Linked DNA regions of Mus musculus: region 1 is linked to region 2. Evidence: chromatin contacts called from public HiChIP or PLAC-seq data. All regions are on one chromosome and are shown on one strand. The core of a region is the stretch at or near the end of the contact, and the rest is flanking DNA. Distances in the headings are between cores, read along the strand shown.

Region 1 (4,092 bases), core at 727-3,226, 110 kb after region 2:
GGTGCTGGTGTCGTGGATGGCACAAATGTCATCTGGGCAGAACGTCTACCCCCTGGCATGTTGGCACGGAAAGCAGAGCTAATTGTCCTTACCAAGGCCTTGGAACTTGGGGCTGGCAAGAAAACTAACATCTACATGGTATGCCTTTTACATGCCGAAGCTTACACAGTAAGCAGGTATGCCTTTGCCACAGCCCACGTCCACAGGGCTATATACCAAGAAAGAGGACTGCTCACATCAGAGGGAAAAGAAAAAACAAGCAGGGAATCTTGGATCTCCTGGATGCCCCGATGAAGCTGGCAACTCTATTATTCATTGCCCAGGGCATCAGAAGGAAAGAGATTCAGTGGCCCAGGCAATAACCAGGCAGATTAAGTGGCTTGAGAAGTGGATATGCAGGAGCATATCCTGGTTATGGGCCTAAAAGAGACACCAGCTGGGGAATGGAACTGGACTAAGGCATGGCCTCACTTAGAATATATGGAAGAAGAAAGGACTCAGATTGCTAGTCACCCTCCAACTATTACTTAGAGAAGGAAGGGCAATGGTGCACACAAGAAGGAAGATCTATACTCCCCAGAAAGCAAGCAAAAGACTTACTAGGCCAAATGCACAGGATGGACTCATTTAGGAGATAAAAAGCCCCCCAAGAGTGACTTTTCAGGCTGACAAGAATCTTATGTCTTGATTGCAAGCTTTCCAGACCAGCCACCAGGAATTGTGGCCTACACTTAGTGCCCCATATAATGCTGGTACCCCTGAGGTTCCACACGAGCACTAAGTTGGAGATTGGGTATATGTTAAGAGACATCTTGCTGAAAACTTGGAAGCAAAGTGGAAAGTGTTCCTGGTGTTGTTGAGTAACTGCCTGGGTTCACATAACTCATGTCAGACCAGCACGCCTGATGCCAAATGGATAGCAGCCAGACACTCAAGCAACCCCCCTTCAAGCTCAAGATCACCACCCTCTGGAAGGCCAGAGAAGCCATGAGATGGCAATGGTGTATCTTCCTTCAGGCACTGAGCCTCAGCAACCCCTCACAACTCTACCAAAGAGACTTGACAAGTACTCTAAGCCACTGGGGATGTAGCTTGGTCCACTACAGAGGAACACCTGCCTCATATCTGGTGGCTGGATCTTGTCTTTGATCTCTGTAAGTCAGCGTGGGCCTTGATTCCTGGGATATTCCCACTCTAGAGACACAGGAGAAGGGATTACTGGAATGTGGGGGATGAGGGATATGTGAATCTAAACTGTGTCCCAAAAGCAGCTTGGAGGGTGTGGACAACCAAAGTTGAGAAATGTCCTGCGAGAACCCCCCCCCCATATATGTGTTCTGTCAAAATGGGAGAATCCAGCAGCAGGCCCATCAGTGCTGGGGGGGCCAACCACTTTTTCTGTGCTACCTGGGAAGCATATAATGGAGACCATTCCGGAGGTAGTTAAAGATTCAGTGGCCAAGGTGAGAGAAGGGCTGGCCAAGTGGAAGAGAGAAAGAACAGAGTTAGGGCTGGTTAGAGTCTTGGTTTAAGTCCTCCCCTTGGTTAACCACCCTCATCCACCTTGTTAGGACCCCTAATTGTTGAGCTTTAGACCCTGCATAGTGAACAAACTTAAAGCCTTCATAAAAGAGAGGATAGGAGCAGTGCAGCTGATGGTCCTGCGCCAACAATATGAGACCCTGAGGACAGGACCTGAAGAATATGAGTTAGTTACTCAAGACCCCTGAGCATAGCTCTAGGATTGGAGCTTGTACAAGAAAAAAGGGGGAAAGAGGGACCCTAAGGGTTTTTTTCCCCCCAGTTCACATCCTCCTTACCACTTCCCCCTCCCACCTAGGATTAAGGCTAGGCCCAGTTCTCTTCTCCACCCACAGGAACATTTTGAGTAAAAAAATTCTCAGAATGTACTGACTGATAGTTACCTACCTGACCCTCTGAAAAGTCCCAGCTAGAGTTCAAATGTGTGTCATGCTTGCTAACCAGTAGATTTAAAGGTCAGTATGCTTAGCTAAGTTTGAACTCTAGGTCTGTGCCTGGAGCTGATCCTGTGCCACAGTGCTCCATTCACAAATATCGGCAGGAGAGACTTGGTCTCCCAGAAGGGCCAGCACACCCGTGAGCACAAGTAAGACCACTGCTTCTGCTCAAATTCCTGGCCCAAGAGGAGTCCACCCAGAGCAATCAGGACACAGGAAGCAAGGATCCTTCCGGTTTCTGTCTGCACACCAGAGCTGACCCTGTGCCACAGCTCTCCATACCTAAATTCCTCCCAGAGAGAACTGGTCTCCCATGAGTACTGAGACACAGGCTTGAAGGAGGGACAAGCCACAGAGACAGCAAGACTAGCTAACACCAGAGATAACCAGATGTCGAGAGGCAAGGGCAAGAACTTTAGCAACAGAAACCAAGGCTACTTGGCATCATCAGAAACCAGTTCTCCCACCACAGTGAGCCCTGGATACACACCAGAAAAGCAAGACTCTGATTTAAAATAACATCTCATGATGATTATAGGGGACTTTAAGAATGACATAAATAACTCCCTTAGAGAAATAAAGGAGGACACAGGAAAACAGCTAGAAGCCCTTAAAGAGGAAACACAAAAATCCCTTAAAGAATTAGAGGAAAACACAACCAAACAGGTGAAGGAATTGAACAAAACATTTCAGGATCTAAAAATGGAAATAGAAACAAAAAAGAAATCACAGAGGGAGACAACCCTGGGAGATAGGAGATGTAGGAAAGAGATCAGTAGTCATAGATGCAAGCATTACCAACAGAATACCAGAGATAGAAGAGAGAATCTCAGATGCAGAAGATACCATAGAAAACATTGGCATAACAATAAAAGAAAATGCAAAATGAAAAAAGGTCCTAACCCAAAACATCCAGGAAATCTAGGACACAATGAGAAGATGAAACCTAAAGATAATAGGTATAGAAGAGAGCAAAGATTCCCAACTTAATGTAAATATCTTCAACAAAATTATAGAAGAAAACTTTCCAAATCTAAAGAAAGAGATACTCATAAACATGCAAGAGGCCTACAGAACTCCAAATAGATTGGACCAGAAAAGAAATTCCTCCTGTCACATAATAGTCAAAACACCAGAATATTAAAAACAGTAAGTGAAAAAGGCCAAGTAACATATAAAAGCTACACCCTAGAAAAAGCAAGAAAGTAATCTTTCAACAAACCCAAAAGAAGATAGCCACACAAACAAAAATAACATAAAAAATAACAGGAAGCAAAAATCACTATTCCTTAATATCACTTAACATCAATGGACTCAATGCCCTATCAGAATTACACCATACTTCTTATGAGAGACTATGAAAGCTGGAAGATCCTGAGCAGATGTTATACAGACCCTAAGCGAACACAAATGCAGCCCAGGCTACCATATGCAAGAAAACTACCAATTACCATAGACAGAGAGACTATTCCATGACAAAACCAAATTTACACAACATTTTCCCACAAATCCAGCCCTACAAAGGATAATAGCTAGAAAACTCCAACTCAAGGAGGGAAGAAACTACACCCTAGAAAAAGCAAGAAAGTAATATTTCAACAAACCCAAAAGAAGATAGCCACACAAACAAAAATAACATAAAAAATAACAGGAAGCAAAAATCACTATTCCTTAATATCACTTAACATCAATGGACTCAATGCCCTAGTAAGAAGACATAAAATAATAGACTGGATAAGTATATAGGTTCCAGCATTTTGCTGCAGACAGGAAACACACCTCAGGGAAAAAGACAGACACTACCTCAGATTAAAGATCTGAAAAACAATTTTCTAAGCAAATTGTTCCAAGAAACAAGCTGGAGTAGCCATTCTAATATCGAATAAAGTCAACTTTTAACCAAAAGTTATCTAAAAGGATAAGGAAGGGCACTTTATACTCATCAAAGAAAAAATTCTACCAAGATGAACTCTCAATTCTGAACATCTATGCTCCAAATGTAAGGGCACCCACATTCATATAAGAAACTTTACTAAAGCTCAAAGCACACATTGTACCTCACATAATAATGGTGGGAGACTTCAACACCACACTCTCATCATGGACAGATCAT
Region 2 (4,518 bases), core at 1,880-4,379:
ATCTAGAAAATAACATTCTGAGTGAGGTAACCCAGTCACAAAACAACAACAACAAACAAAACAAAACAAAACAAAACAAAAAACCACACACAGTATGTACTCACTGATAAGTGGATATTAGGAAAAAAGTTAGGAATACCCACCATATGACTCACAGCTCATATGAAGCCCAAGAAGACTAAAGTGTGGGTGCTTCAGTCCTGCTTAGAAGATGGAACAAAATAATCATGGGAGGTAGAAGCAGGGAGAGAAGAGGGATGAAGAAAAAAGAGATCAGGTGTGGGAGGAGACAGAAGAGAATTCAGGAAATTGAATGGAGCAGTGTAGCAATAGGGAATGGGGAACTGGGGGGAGCCACTAGAAAGTCCCAGATGCCAGGAAAGCAAGAGGCTCCCAGGACCCAACGGGGATGACTTTAGCTAAAATACCCAAGAAAGAGGACAGAGAACCTGTAGAGAACATATCTAGAGGTAGGCCTGCACCTACCTCATAAATATTAACCCAGAATTGATTCTGTCTAAAGGAAATGCAGGGACAAGAGTGGATCAGAGCCGGGCGTGGTGGCGCACGCCTTTGATCCCAACACTCGGGAGGCAGAGGCAGGCGGATTTCTGAGTTCGAGGCCAGCCTGGTCTACAGGGTGAGTTCCAGGACAGCCAGGGCTATACAGAGAAACCCTGTCTCGAAAAAACCAAAAAAAAAAAAAAAAAAAGAGTGGATCAGAGACTGAAGGAAAGGTCATCCAGAGACTGCCCCACCTATTGGTCCATCCCATCAGGAGACACCAAACCCAGACACTATTGCTGATGCAAAGAAGCATTTGCTGACAGGAGTCTGGTATGGCTGTCTCCTGAGAGGCTGTGCCAGAGCTTTAACAAGCAGATGAGGATGCTTGCAGCCAACCATCAGACTGAGCAAGGAACCCTAATGGAAGAGTTAGGGGGAGGACTGAAGGACCTGAAGGGGTTTGCAACCCCACTGGAAGAACAACAAAATCAACCAACAAGACACCCCCCCCTTCCCCCCCAGAGCTCCCAGGAACTAAAGCACCAACCAGAGTACACATGAAAGGACCCATGGCTCCAGCTGCATATGTAGCAGAGCATATATGCCTTATCTAGCATACATGGAGGGAAGACCCTTGGTCCTGTGGTGGTTCCATGCCCCAGTGTAGGGGAATGCTAGATCAGTAAGGTGTGAGTGGGTTGGTGGATGGGTGGGGGAACTCGCTCATATAAGCAGGGGGCCAGGGGGATGAGATAGGGGGTTTGCTCCAAAGGGTAGCAGCTGATGGCTCTGATTTTATAAGAGACATACACGTGGGAATCTTATACTTATAACTAGAATAGCCTGGTTTTTTTTTTTAAGATTTATTTATTTTATGTATAGGAGTACACTGTAGCTGTCTTCAGACACACCAAAAGAGGGTATCAGATCCCATTACAGATGGTTGTGAGCCACCATGTGGATGCTGGGAATTGAACTCAGGACCTTCAGAAGAGCAGTCAGTGCTTTTATCCGCTGAGGCATCTCTCCAGCCCTAGAATAGCCTGTTATAAATGGAAATATGTCTAATTCTCATCAAACTTCTAGGGAAAAGCTGCCTTTTCTTTCCTCCCTTCCCTCCCATCCCATTTTTTGTTCATTTTAATCTTAAGATTTACTCATTGTTTTCATCAACTTTGTAATTGTAAGTTAACTTAATCCAAAAGAAAAAATTAACATTCTGATCCCAAGAAATTCTTTCAAGTTACAATTTAATATATTTTAATATATTTGCTCATAGAGCAAAGTATGAGGAGTCAATGGAAATGCTGTGGTTTGAAACAAATGGCATACACGGGATTCTAGGAACCTGCCTCTTAAACTGGAGACCATAGAAATGCACAGGGCCCATGATTGAATAGGAAAAAATTATTTTCATCCTCCACATGTTCTTAATTATGAACACAGGCAACCTTTGTTATTAAAGTGTGTAGTTTAGATATATTCAAATGCCATTTACAATTGTTTTCCAATTTAAAAATAACATTAGTTATTAGACTTGACGATGGCTCTGTTATTTAATTTTAAAAAGAGCACACATGTAATTACTTACATATATGAAACTATTGCAATACAACAAAAATTAAGTTGTTATAATTCTTTCAACCGTCTACTTCCTGTATAATCCTATATATTTCATCTTATGCATTTAAAGACATCTCTGTGGTAAGGTGTCTTGAGTTTGTCAATGGGATAATTAAGATTACTCTGGGCGCCTTCTTGCTGCTGGGACTTTTGGAGTAGACACAGCAGTCGCTGCCACTAAAGAGAAGAATTACCACACTTATGGCTGTGGTTCGGTGCTCAGTATTTCAGAGGCCTCCAGGCAGGCTACACACTGAAAAAACGTGCAGAATCTCTCACTGGTACAGAGTAGATTTGTCACAAATAGGAAAATATTAATTCACCCCCACAATATTCTTAATTATGAATGTTGGCAACCTTTGTTACTGGATAATCTGTGTAGTTTAAATTTCAAATGCCATTTACGATTGCTGTCACTGTGCATCCTAATGGGAAAAAAACCCCGCAAACTATGGCTCGGTAACTGTGTTACAAAGAGGAACTTCACTGGAGAAAAGGCAGGTATTTTTCTGAAATTCCGGATGCCAAGGGTAAGTAAGCCACGAAGACAGGAGGGAGCTCATTTCTGTCACGTGTTTTGCTTTGGGGACTCTGGCGACAAAACAGCCGACAACCCACTTCCTGTTGACTAAACAGCACCTCACCCTGCCAGAAAGGCCGGGCCGCTAAATCTGAGACTTCCGCGCTCGACTTTACAGGCTTCCGGTCCGCAGCGGGTTAAGCCAACCTCGGCGGCGTCGCGAGGATCCCACGCCTCAGGCAGACAGCCCGTTCCTCTCGCTGCTTCTCACGGAGAGTGACAGCTCGGAAGGCAAGAACCTCCCTCCAGTGCGTTGTCATCCGCAGCAGCGCACACTCCGTTCCAGCTCTGCAGCCTGGGTAACATTCCCTCGTCGTGACTCGTAGCGGCGCCGTTAGCTTACGTTGAAGCGTATGATTGGCTAGACACCTCTGACCGCACACGATTGGGTACTGGTGGCCAGGCTCCGCCCCTTCCCCACCTCCGTCCCGCGGTAGCCGGGTGTCCTCGCGCCGCTCGTCCGCGCGCTGCCTGGCAGTTTGCCTCTTCCTCGTCTGTCCTCCAGCTTGCGTCCATGGCCACCGCCGCGACCGAGGAGCCCTTTCCTTTCCACGGTCTTCTACCAAAGAAGGAGACCGGGGCCTCCTCCTTCCTGTGCCGCTACCCGGAGTATGACGGGCGCGGGGTGCTCATCGCCGTCCTGGACACAGGGGTCGATCCCGGGGCCCCGGGCATGCAGGTGAGGCGGCGCCCAAGGGCCCGTAGCCCAGAGGGCCGAGCCTGGAACAAGGCGGGGACCGGACGGGCCGGGGCGGCCCGGACAGCTCTGGGAGACCTCCAGGCCCTGTTCCCTGTCCACACAAAAGCGGTGTGGTCAGCGTGGCTGTTCGGGATCGGGGGCCGCGGGGAAGCTTTGCTGGTCAGCCTGGGCGTTCCAGGCCCCACACCTCTTCAGGGTCCGCACCCGACCTCGGCATGGGAAAATTTTACAGTTTTATAGGTCTGGGAGGGCGCGGGAGCGTGGGGGGCACCAACGATAGGGGTAACAGCCTTGAAGAGATCCTTAGTGATGTTTAAGAGATACTCGTTTTGGCAAGGCCAGCAAAGTGAGTTCCCAGAATTCGACCCAGTCCGCTTCCGGAATGGTTTCTTCTGATACTTTTGTTCTATTTTTAAGTTATTTGCTGGTGTTTGTTCAGGGTCCTTGAAATCTTTTGGGTTAGTCTTTTTTTTTTTTTTTTTTTCAAAGGGCCCGACTAATTTGTTTCGGGCGAACTTTTCAGGCCTTATAAAATGTGCATTTTAAACGAGAGAACATACTTTGATTACGACTTCCTAAAAATGACTTCATTTCCTTTATTCAAGTTAGAAGTCTTTAAGAGCAGGGACCTTACTGATGTTAAAAAAAAATGCCTGAATAAAATGTATTCTGTGTTTAAATAGCCTCTTACTAAAACCCCCTCATAAGTACTCTCTAACCTTTGTTGAAGAGCTTATCTGACTAAAACTAGAGTTTATTTACCCTCTTTTCGGTCCGTGGTCAGTTTATCAAATAGATAGATTAGATCACATTGATACCATCTTATCCTTGTTCCTCACAAAAGAGGGATACTAATTCCTCTCCTCCTAGCCCTTGATTTGTTTCCTCCAATCTTTAGTTTTCTCATTGTGCTGCCTAATAATTGACATAAATGGATGGGAAGGTAATTGACGTACATGTTAGAGGTTATTGGAAAGGATAGGAAAGAAGCCTGTGTGGACACTCTGGGACTCTCAGGGAATCCTGCTTCCAAGTGTTTGTTACTTCTTCCCCTTTCTGGTGCACACCTGAGCCCTGAAGCACACAGTGTCAGAGTCTCTGATTAGAA

What was found. HiChIP or PLAC-seq counts read pairs in DNA pulled down with a chosen protein or histone mark.
Region 1: a contact with region 2 is called in a Foxp3 HiChIP or PLAC-seq map of regulatory T cells, with 3 times the contacts expected there. The contact joins the enhancer-like site here to the promoter of Tpp2 in region 2. A contact is called at or near these places in 8 of 39 promoter capture datasets (the 3T3-L1 cell line, 3T3-L1-derived adipocytes, the HPC-7 cell line and 3 more), 1 of 15 datasets of contacts at CTCF or cohesin (the NIH/3T3 cell line), 7 of 484 Hi-C or Micro-C datasets (CD4 T cells, CD8 central memory T cells, Sertoli cells and 4 more), 18 of 115 datasets of contacts at active chromatin or transcription factors (the 230-238 cell line, CD8 T cells, bone marrow-derived macrophages and 13 more) and 3 of 9 other capture datasets (adipose tissue, liver and pancreatic islet).

What each region holds. Positions count from the first base shown.
Region 1 is chr1:44,045,840-44,049,931 of GRCm38.p6, forward strand. No RefSeq gene overlaps it. Among named protein-coding and RNA genes, the nearest start is that of Mettl21c, 28 kb to the left of the region's middle. Within about 2 kb of position 1,977, at least 2 of the 459 cell types and tissues checked have an H3K27ac peak or open chromatin away from gene starts, as enhancers often do. A contact at or near this core is called in Th17 cells and regulatory T cells, where this site is marked.
Region 2 is chr1:43,930,865-43,935,382 of GRCm38.p6, forward strand. It overlaps Tpp2 (tripeptidyl peptidase II), which reads left to right and starts at 3,130. Exons shown (of 29, transcript NM_001310540.1): 1 at 3,130-3,389. The coding sequence starts at 3,225.